Regions from separate parts of the Ovis aries genome. Here region 2 is linked to region 1. A link is a contact called in public Hi-C data. All regions are on one chromosome and are shown on one strand. Each heading gives the region's core, a stretch centred on a gene start, on an enhancer-like site or on the middle of the called end of the contact. The rest is flanking DNA. Distances are from core to core; before and after follow the strand shown.

Region 1 (4,553 bases), core at 1,858-4,357:
TCCCTGGCTGTGCTGGGTCGTTTCCCTGGCTGTGCTGGGTCATTTCCCTGGCTGTGCTGGGTCTCCATTGCTGCGAGCCAGCTTTCTGAGGTCGCGGCGAGCAGAGACTGCTCTTGATTGTGGTGCCCGGGCTTCTGGTCGCGATGGCTCCTCTTGTGGAGCACGGGCTCTGGAGCACGCAGGCGTCCGCAGCTGTGTCACGTGGGCCCCGTAGCTGCGCCCGATGGGCTCCAGAGCACAGGCTCAGCAGGGCACGGGCTTAGTCTCTCCGCGGCATGTGGAGTCTTCCTGGCCCAGGGATCAAACTCATGGCCCCTGCTCTGGCAGGTAGATTCCCACCCACGGTGCCACCAGAGAAGTCTCATCGCTTGCTAACAGCCTCTCTCCTGTGACTGCCCTGGGGGATACGTAACTTATTTCCAAAACCTATACAAGTACCTCTGTTAGAGAAAGTTTAGAAGAAGAAAAGAAAATCTACCCACGATCCAACCGTCAGAACACTACGGGCTGTTGTAAATTTGGTATGTTTCCTTCCAGACTTTTTTCCTTAATTCATGTTTTGGCATGTGATTCCCACATAGTATAGACAGAATTGGAGAGCCAGACCCAACATAATCTCATGAATATTTTTCCAAGCTGCAGTGGTTTTCATAGCTGTGCTCATCAACCCTGGGTGTTTGGACCATCGTTTTGTCTATAAGGTTTTAAGAATGCATTTCAGTGTGGAAGCATTTGAAACATGCATGAAAAGAGAGTGAATCATAAAAGCAATCTCCAGGTTCTCGTCACCCAGTTTTAGCAATTACCTGCTTGTGCGTCACCCCTCTGGTATTTTTTTTTTTTAAGGTGGTAGGATAAACATAATAAAGTTTGCCATTTTCCGTTTAGAGTCACGAAGCACATTCACATTTTCCCGCAGTCATCACCACCACCATCTCCAGAAATTTTCCATCATTCCGAACAGAAACTCTGTCTCCATTAGACACTAACTCCCACTGTTCCCCCCACCCCCAGCTCTGGGAACCTCTTTTCTACTTTCTGTGTTTATGAATTTGACTATCTAGGTGCCTCATATAAGTGGAATAAAATTGTTTGGCCTTTCATGTCTGGCTTTCACTTAGCACATAATGTCTTCACAACTCACTGGAGTTGTGGCAGGTGTCAGCACTTCATTCCTTCCCAAGACTGAATAATAAACACTCTCATACATCTGTCCCGCATTCTGTCTATCCATCCATCAATGCACATTTGCACAATTGTCTGAGAAGACTCCAGACATCATCGTGTTTTATCCACGGATATGTCAAAGTGCTCTTAAAGATGAGGACTTTTTTTTTTTTTTTTTAAAGCATCACAGTCATAACATGATTCCATGCAGACAACTTAGCAGTAATTCGCGTGTATCATCGGACAGCTCAGGCAGGGGCCACGTCGCTCCAGGTCTCTCATGAACGTTTCCCTGAAGTCGGTTTGCTTGAATTAGGATCCAGGAAAGGCTGCTGTGCCTGTGAGTCTCCCGTATTCCTCTCTTCTCTGTCTGGCCGTTCGTTCGCTGAGGAGACTTGGTTGTTGTGTGGGTGGATGTCTCACAGGCTGACGTGGATCGTGTGTCTCCGTGTGTCCCTGTGTCCCCCAGGCTGGGCCCAGCTCGAGCTTACCTACCTCAGAGGGCACCGTGTCCTTCCTGTGACCTTGCATGGAGCAGGAGGGTGGCAGTTAGCACCATCACTGTATGGTTTGTTTGTTTTCCCTCCTTTACATTTCTTGCTACTCTATTTTGAAACGGTTTTGGACTTGCAGGCGCATAAGAGTATCTCAGAGCATTCCTGTGTACCCTTCGCCCTGAGACCCCACCCGGGTTTCCTGACAGCTGGGACCCAGGGCTCCAGCCTGCTCTCGCAGCGGGACCCCATTCAGGATCACGGGATGACCTGTTGTCTGCCTGGATCTGTTCTGAGTGTCTCCTTGGCGTTCACGGCCTGGACATGTTTGAACAGTCCAGTCTTTTCTCAGATGCCTCTCGATTTGGGTTTGTCTGATGTTTCCTCACAGTGAGATGCAAATTATGCATTTTGTCTGGAAAATCACAGAAACAATGCTAAGTTCTTCTCAGGGGTTCTGTGTTTAGGGGTGGGACAGTGCACAATGGAAAGCTGTCCGTGTTTATCCACTGACGTCAATGTGCATTCCTGGATTCCTGTTTATTCAAGGCCAGACCCTGTTACAATTGATGTTTGCCTTCATCCTCATTACCCATGCACCTCTTTTCCTTCTGTATTTATCGCTGGCTGTGCTGGGTCTTTGTTGCTCTGCGTGGGTTTTCTCTAGCTGAGATAGCGGGACCTAGTCTCATGGGGCACAGTCTCCAGGCGCACAGGTTCAGGAGTGTGGCCTTCGAGCTTAGTTGCTCCTCGGCATGTGGGCTCTTCCCATACCTGAGATCAGCACTGTGACCCCCACTTTGGCAGCCAGATTCTTGCCCACTGTGCCCCAAGGGACGTCCAACCGACGCATTTCTGAAAGCCGCTTTTGTACTGAGCCGTCTACAACAGGGCTTGTCCTGCAGCAGGACCTATGACCGCCTCCTTCTGTCTGAGCATGGCCTCGTTGTTCCGTGACATGACAGTTCCATTGACGGTCCCTTTATCTGTCTCCACTTCCCCCAACATCACTGCAGGAACCTTGTTCCCTGTGGGAGGCATTCTATTTTAGAAAGCACCAGTTACTAGAAATTTCTTCTTCCTTTTGAACCAAACCCGCCTCACTGCAGCTTCCATCCACTCAGTCCTGCTGGCAGGAGCCATGGGCTCTACAGCCAAGTGCTTGCCCCCCCAAGGGTCACAGAAACTGGCGAGGAAGCTCCCGGGTCCCCCACAGCTTCCTGTCTCCAGGTGCCGGCCGTGTCCCTTCCAGCTCCCCTGCCGCCCTGGCCGCCCAGCCCTTGCCACCACCGCTCTCAGCACAGCCCGTCTGCAGGAGTGAGTCCGCAGTGAGCACAGGCCTCCCCGTGGCCTGACCACCGGGGCCCCAGGCCTCCTTGCTTTCGGACTCCAGGTCTGACTGCCAGTTGCTGCCGCTTACATTTGGTGCCGCAAGTTACTGCTGACCCAGCCGGATCAGTGTGGCCAGGTCTGTAGGGCGAGGTGACGCAAGCTTTTTATTGGCACCCTCAACTGAATTCTCCCTGCAGCCCTGGAAACAGACGTGACTATCCACGTTTACAAGGCGGGGGTTAGCCAGTCCCCCGCACAGAGCCCTCCTCAGATTAGAGTGCAGGGGCCCTTTGGGCGGCTGTGAGCAGACCCTTAAGGGGAGGTTTGGGGCCCCAGGCTGGTAGCAGGGGAGGAGCTGCCCCAACCCCAGGCCAGAAGGGGTGGTGGGGGAGAAGTTTTTGGAACCAGAAGGAGAAAGTGCTGTGACTCAGCCTCCGTGAGAGGAGCAGGGGCCTGTGGTGAAGGGACACGGCCAGTGGTGGGAGTGGGGGTGTGCCCGGCAGGTAGATGCCCAACAGTGCCCTTCCCCCTCCTCCAGGCTCCCAGAGGGCTCCCCATTAGCTGACCTCCACCCTATTCCCGAGCCGCACAGGCGGAGGACAGGACGGAGGGTGGAAGATTCTGGCACAGAGGTCTAGCGGGCGGCCCGAGGTCCGAGACGGAGCCAGGGGGCTGCTCGCAGGTGGGCTCTAGACCAGGGGTCTCAGCTCGCCCCTCCTCTCCTCCCCCTCCCTCAACCACGTGCTGTCTGTGTCGTGGAGGCGCCCAGCTCCGTGCCTGGCGGGCTGCGCTCCTGTCACAACGAGCCAGCCGGTGAGCCGGGCCGGTGAGCGAGTGAGGCCCTCTGCGCTCAGCAAGTGTCCCGGGAGGCCGGCACTGAGCCCGAGGTCCTGGCTGAGCCGGGCCACCAGGCCCCCCGTCCTCCAGAGCCGCCTGTGCAGTGTGTCCGCCCTGCGGGGCTGGCTTCTGCTGCTGCTCAGCTCAGGGCCTGTCGGAAAGAGCTGCTCTTCCGATGGACGGTGCTCGCCGACAGAGCAGGTGGAGCAGCCGCTCCACTCGGTTTATTTTCCCACTTCATCTGCTTTACTTGTGAAATGGAAACCGTCGGCCTGAGCGTCGGAATTACATTTGCGTGTGGAGAGCTGGCAAGGGAGGAAAGTGAAGCCGGAGCTGGAACCCTCGTGCCGTGTGACCACGCGTGCCAGGAGCCATCACAGGAGCCCTGGGCTTGACCAGGCCTCACACCTCAGTGTCTGCAGCCCAGCACATGGAGCTGGGTGGCGATCTGCCACCTTCCCCATGTCCACAGACGACAGCACAAACACGGGGCCAGGCCAGACTGAGCGGAGAGGCAGGCGGGCGTGGTCTCCACCCCATGCAGACTGAATGGCCCTGTGGAGGATGTCAGCGTAGCAGAAGGAAGACCAGCTTCCTCAGTGGAGAGAGGGACTCAGACCGCCGTGAGTGTCTGGAGAAGGGAGGGTCCCAGAGGCCACTGTCCTTCCAGGGGGTGCCCAGCGCGGTCTGGATCAATTCTGCCCAGCAGCATCCTGGGGCCTG
Region 2 (4,159 bases), core at 879-3,378, 140 kb after region 1:
TGTGGGAATGTGCCGAGCCACATTATGAAAGGACCCTGAGAGAGACTTTTCAAGGGCAACCTGCAAAACCAGCGCTGAGCCGAGGCGCTTGCCTGACCCACCCTGGAGATGTCACAACACACGGCTCCCAGGGCCGCTCCGATGTCGGCCCCGGGGGGACCAGGCCTCAAGTTATGAGGGATGGCAGAGGATTCCCTCTAGAGCGGCTGACACCTCTGCCTGCCCTTCTGGCTGCTCAGTACACCCTCTGAAAAGCTGGAATCTTAAAGGAAAGCTTTGCACTTTGATTAAGGAGAAAAAAAAGAGGTCTACCACCACTTCCTCAATTGTCACAGCTCTTTCGCCACTGGGAATGATGAAGATAAGGTAAAAATAGACACAGTCATGATTTGTTACTTAGCAAGGACTCCGACGGCCACGCTTGAGTGCACCCGTGAATTTAGAGCTTATCTCTCAGGTGTCTTAAGCTGGTCCTAGAGATCTGCACCCCCAGCCCTCTTTTGGGTTCAATCCCTCTTCCCCAGCCCAGCCCTCCACTCAGCTCTGTGCACAGACCTCTCCTGCTGGGAAAGATGGAGACTGAGCTGCAAATTCTTAATCTCTGTGTGAACTGTAAATATGAATCAATTTAATCCTCCCAGCAATTCCACAGGGGCAGTTACCATCATCACCTCCATCATCACCATTATCACCATCACTATCATCATATCACTATCTTCACCAACATCACCATCTTCATTATCATATCACCATCTTTATCATCACCATCATCAATATCAACCTCATCATCACTGTTGTATCTAGTAAGTTGCCCAGAGTTAGTGTGGTTGGCAGAATAATGACTCCCCTCACACCCCCAGAATATGTTGCCTGCTATGGCAAAAGGGGCTTTGCAGATATGATTAGGGACCTTGATGTGAGATTCTTCTGGACACTCCAGGTGGCTCCAGGTAACCACAAGGAGGGAGACAGGAGGCTCAGAGTCATGGAAAGATGTGAGGACAGAAGAAGAGTCAAGAGACTGGCAGCGGCCGTGCTGCTGGATTTGAAGGTGCAGGAGGGGGCCCTGAGCCGAGGGAAGCAGTGCCTCTAGAAGCTGGGGAAGGCCAGGAGCCAGACTCCCCCCTGGAGCCTCCAGAAGGAGCAAAGCCCAGCCAGTGCCTCAGCGTCAGCCCAGTGAGACCCACGCCAGACCTCCGACTCCCAGAACTCGGGGGACAGGTCGGCGCTATCGCTAGCTGCTGAATTTGTGCTCATATGTTATGGCAGCAACAGGAGCCGAACTGATGAGTGACTTTACAACCCGAATCTCCTGCTTTGTAACTGAGTGCCGCCTCGGAGCAGGGCCAGACTCATCATGATGCTAGCTGCCGGTGTCCACACGCACCATGGGGCTGACCGACCCCCAGCCCCCAGCACCCCTCAACCCCCGAGACGGCTGCATGAGGCCGTGTTCTGGCCGCGCTGAGCTGGAAATGGTCCCGTGCTCAGCCCGGCTGGGAGCTGGCTTTGAACTCTGACCAAGTGGGAGATTGGAAAAGTGACTTTTGCCCAGATGTCTGTCTGAGCAGACAGAACAGAGGAAAATGGCCCCCCACTGCCTCTTCCTGACCAGAGGGGGAGGCGTCTTCCTTGCAGAGGGCGAAATGAATGTCCCTCTTGGTTCACAGCTGGTCAGACCCGGATCTTTCACATTAAAAAAAAAAAAATGCAAAGGGGACAAAAAAAAAAAAAGGAAAGAAAAGAAAACCAGAAGCTGGGGTTGGAGGGCAGGAAGAAAATGCAGTGACTCTGGAGGGCTTGGTCTGAGCTTGAGACCTGGGGGGTGCTGAGGGGCCTGGCCCGGCTCCCCCTGTGGAGGCAAGAGGGTGACTGGGCAGTGTGGTGGCCTCGGAGACTCCTCAGCCCCTGCAGCGCTGGGCTGAGACCTGAGTGGGGCGGGAACACGCCCGCTCCAGGAAGAATCTGAGGCAGAGGAACTCGGCACAAACCCAACTTCTCTAAAAGTATTAAAAGCCTGTGGCCCACAGAGGCCTGGCTGCAAGGCCCCTTGGGCACTGACAGCGGGTCCCTGACGGTTGAGACCCAGCGTGGTCCTGGCATTGAGCAATAGGGCTCTGCCTGGGCCCCAGGCCCTCTGCCCGCCCTGCCCTGCTCCCACGGAGGGCGAGGAGAGGCCGCTGCTGGGGTGCGTGTGTGACCGTGCCTCTGTGCATGTGCGTGAGTGCATGTGTAGGCCTGCGTGGCCTTGCACGCTGGTGTGTGTGCCAGCGAGTGGCTCCACAGCCCTCCTCGAGGCCCCGGGGTCTCAGGCTGCCCTGGTGCCCTCTTCTCCAAGGACAGTCAGAAGAGCTGTCCGCTGGGCCCCAGCACAGACCCTGGGCTGCTGCGGTCTGCCAGGGGACAGATAGTAGTGATAGATAAGGAACTGACTGAGCTCTTACTAGGTGCCAGGCTCTGTTCTAATAAGCTCGTCAAGCCTATGGGATAAGAACTAGTTTTCGTCCCATTGAGTGGAGCAGAACTGAAGCCCAGAGAGGTGGAGTCATTTTCCTGAGGTCACACAGCATTGGCACAAGGTGGGAGGAAGCCTGGTTCCAGGGCCGACGCCTGAAAATTCCACTCCATGACTTCGAGTGCCAGCCTGAACCGCCTGGGCAGCTGTGGCCTCAGCAGGGAGCCCTTCCTCTCACTCCCGGGCCCTCCGGAGGCTGGGAAGCCATCTGGCGACCTTGCAGAGAGCCCTCAGTGGGCTGTGGCTGCACTGATGGTCCTGAAGGAGGGGGGTCAAGTGGCGGTGGTAGTGGGCACTGTTGGGCTCCGAGGCCCCCGGCTACGAATTGTGCAAGTGTGGATGAAATAGTCGTCCCCTGTCTCTAGGGCCTGGCCCCTCTGTCTTTGCTCCACGGCGTCTTGCTGAGGCCCCCAGCTCCGGGACGCACGGGTGACGCCTGTCCTTGCGGCCCTGCTCCTCCCCGGCCAGGGCTTCCTGCCTGCCGGAAGGGCAGCGGGGCATGCGGCTTTCCTTCCTGGTGTCTGGCTGTGCCACCCGGGAGCCAGCCCAGCCCCGCCGTGCTTCCTCCCACGCGGAGTGGGGCTGTGCCCGTGCTGGCCATGTGGGCGCCTGGCCCAGACACCCGCGGGGCACCTGCCCCCTCCTGGCCCAGGACAAAGGACGGAGTCCTTGCTCCCTGAGCTCTCACCGCCACCCCTTCTGGGCCATTCGCCTGCATCACGGCGCGGCGGGGACAGGACCACGTGTGGCCTGGCTCCGGGGGATCCAGGTGGGGATAATGGTGTCCACTGCCGGGGGAGGTCTGCAGAGTGGCAGCCCTAAGCTTGGTCCTGGGGACTCCACTGTGGGGCTCATCTGCCAGCCCCTCAACTTTCTAGCCATGGGACCTAGCAGTCATCTTGGCGCCTTGGTGTCCACGTTAGTGATGTGGGGGCAAAGTGGCAGCTTCCGTCCCACCAGGTTTGGGCCGCGCAGCACGTGAGAAGTGCTCCCTGCAGGGGGCTGAGACCGTCACCTCCTCAGAGGATGGGCAGCAGTGCTCCGAGCTGTGCCCTGGCTGGGGACTGATGGCTGTTGTCAGCCCTGTCAGCCCATTGTGAAGATGGGCAAATAAAGGCTCACACGTCAGATCTGAGGTTCTGCACTGGTCCCACTTTGTCCTCTTCTTCTGCCCTCTCGAATATTAGGGAAGCCAGTTTGCCCCAAACACTTCACTTATAGGAAGTCAAGAGCAGCGTCTCGGGGCAAACACCTGCCCTGGCGTGGGTGAAGCTGCTGCATGAATGTCCACTCACACTGGACACGTCCTGGGACCTGCTTCTTCCTGTTGAGGAGAATCCTGGGGCAGGGCAGGGAACCAGCAGGGCGGCTAACACCTGCCGGGAGCAGACGGTGGGGAGAGCGGGTCCCTGTTTCTGCCGTCAGAAGCCCTGGCTTGGTTCAAAGCCCGATCTTGCTCATAGCTGAGACACCGTCTCTAGTGGGATTTAATCGCCTTCCGCTTCAGTTTACCTGTTTGCACGGGGGTCTGGTGAGAACGGGACAGGTGAAGCTCTTACGGGCTTCCCCGGTGGCTCAGTGGTAAAGAACCTGCCTGCCAGAGCAGGAGATGCGAGTTTGATCCCTGGGTTGGGAAGATCCCTG

Evidence for each region. A called contact is a pair of places that touch in the nucleus more often than the background predicts.
Region 2: a contact with region 1 is called in a Hi-C map of liver, with 2.7 times the contacts expected there. The contact joins two enhancer-like sites. A contact is called at or near these places in 2 of 16 Hi-C or Micro-C datasets (blood and liver).

What each region holds. Positions count from the first base shown.
Region 1 is chr14:11,327,409-11,331,961 of ARS-UI_Ramb_v3.0, forward strand. No RefSeq gene overlaps it. Among named protein-coding and RNA genes, the nearest start is that of EMC8, 23 kb to the left of the region's middle. Within about 2 kb of position 3,108, at least 2 of the 54 cell types and tissues checked have an H3K27ac peak or open chromatin away from gene starts, as enhancers often do. A contact at or near this core is called in liver, where this site is marked.
Region 2 is chr14:11,466,378-11,470,536 of ARS-UI_Ramb_v3.0, forward strand. No RefSeq gene overlaps it. Among named protein-coding and RNA genes, the nearest start is that of IRF8, 110 kb to the left of the region's middle. Within about 2 kb of position 2,129, at least 9 of the 54 cell types and tissues checked have an H3K27ac peak or open chromatin away from gene starts, as enhancers often do. A contact at or near this core is called in liver, where this site is marked.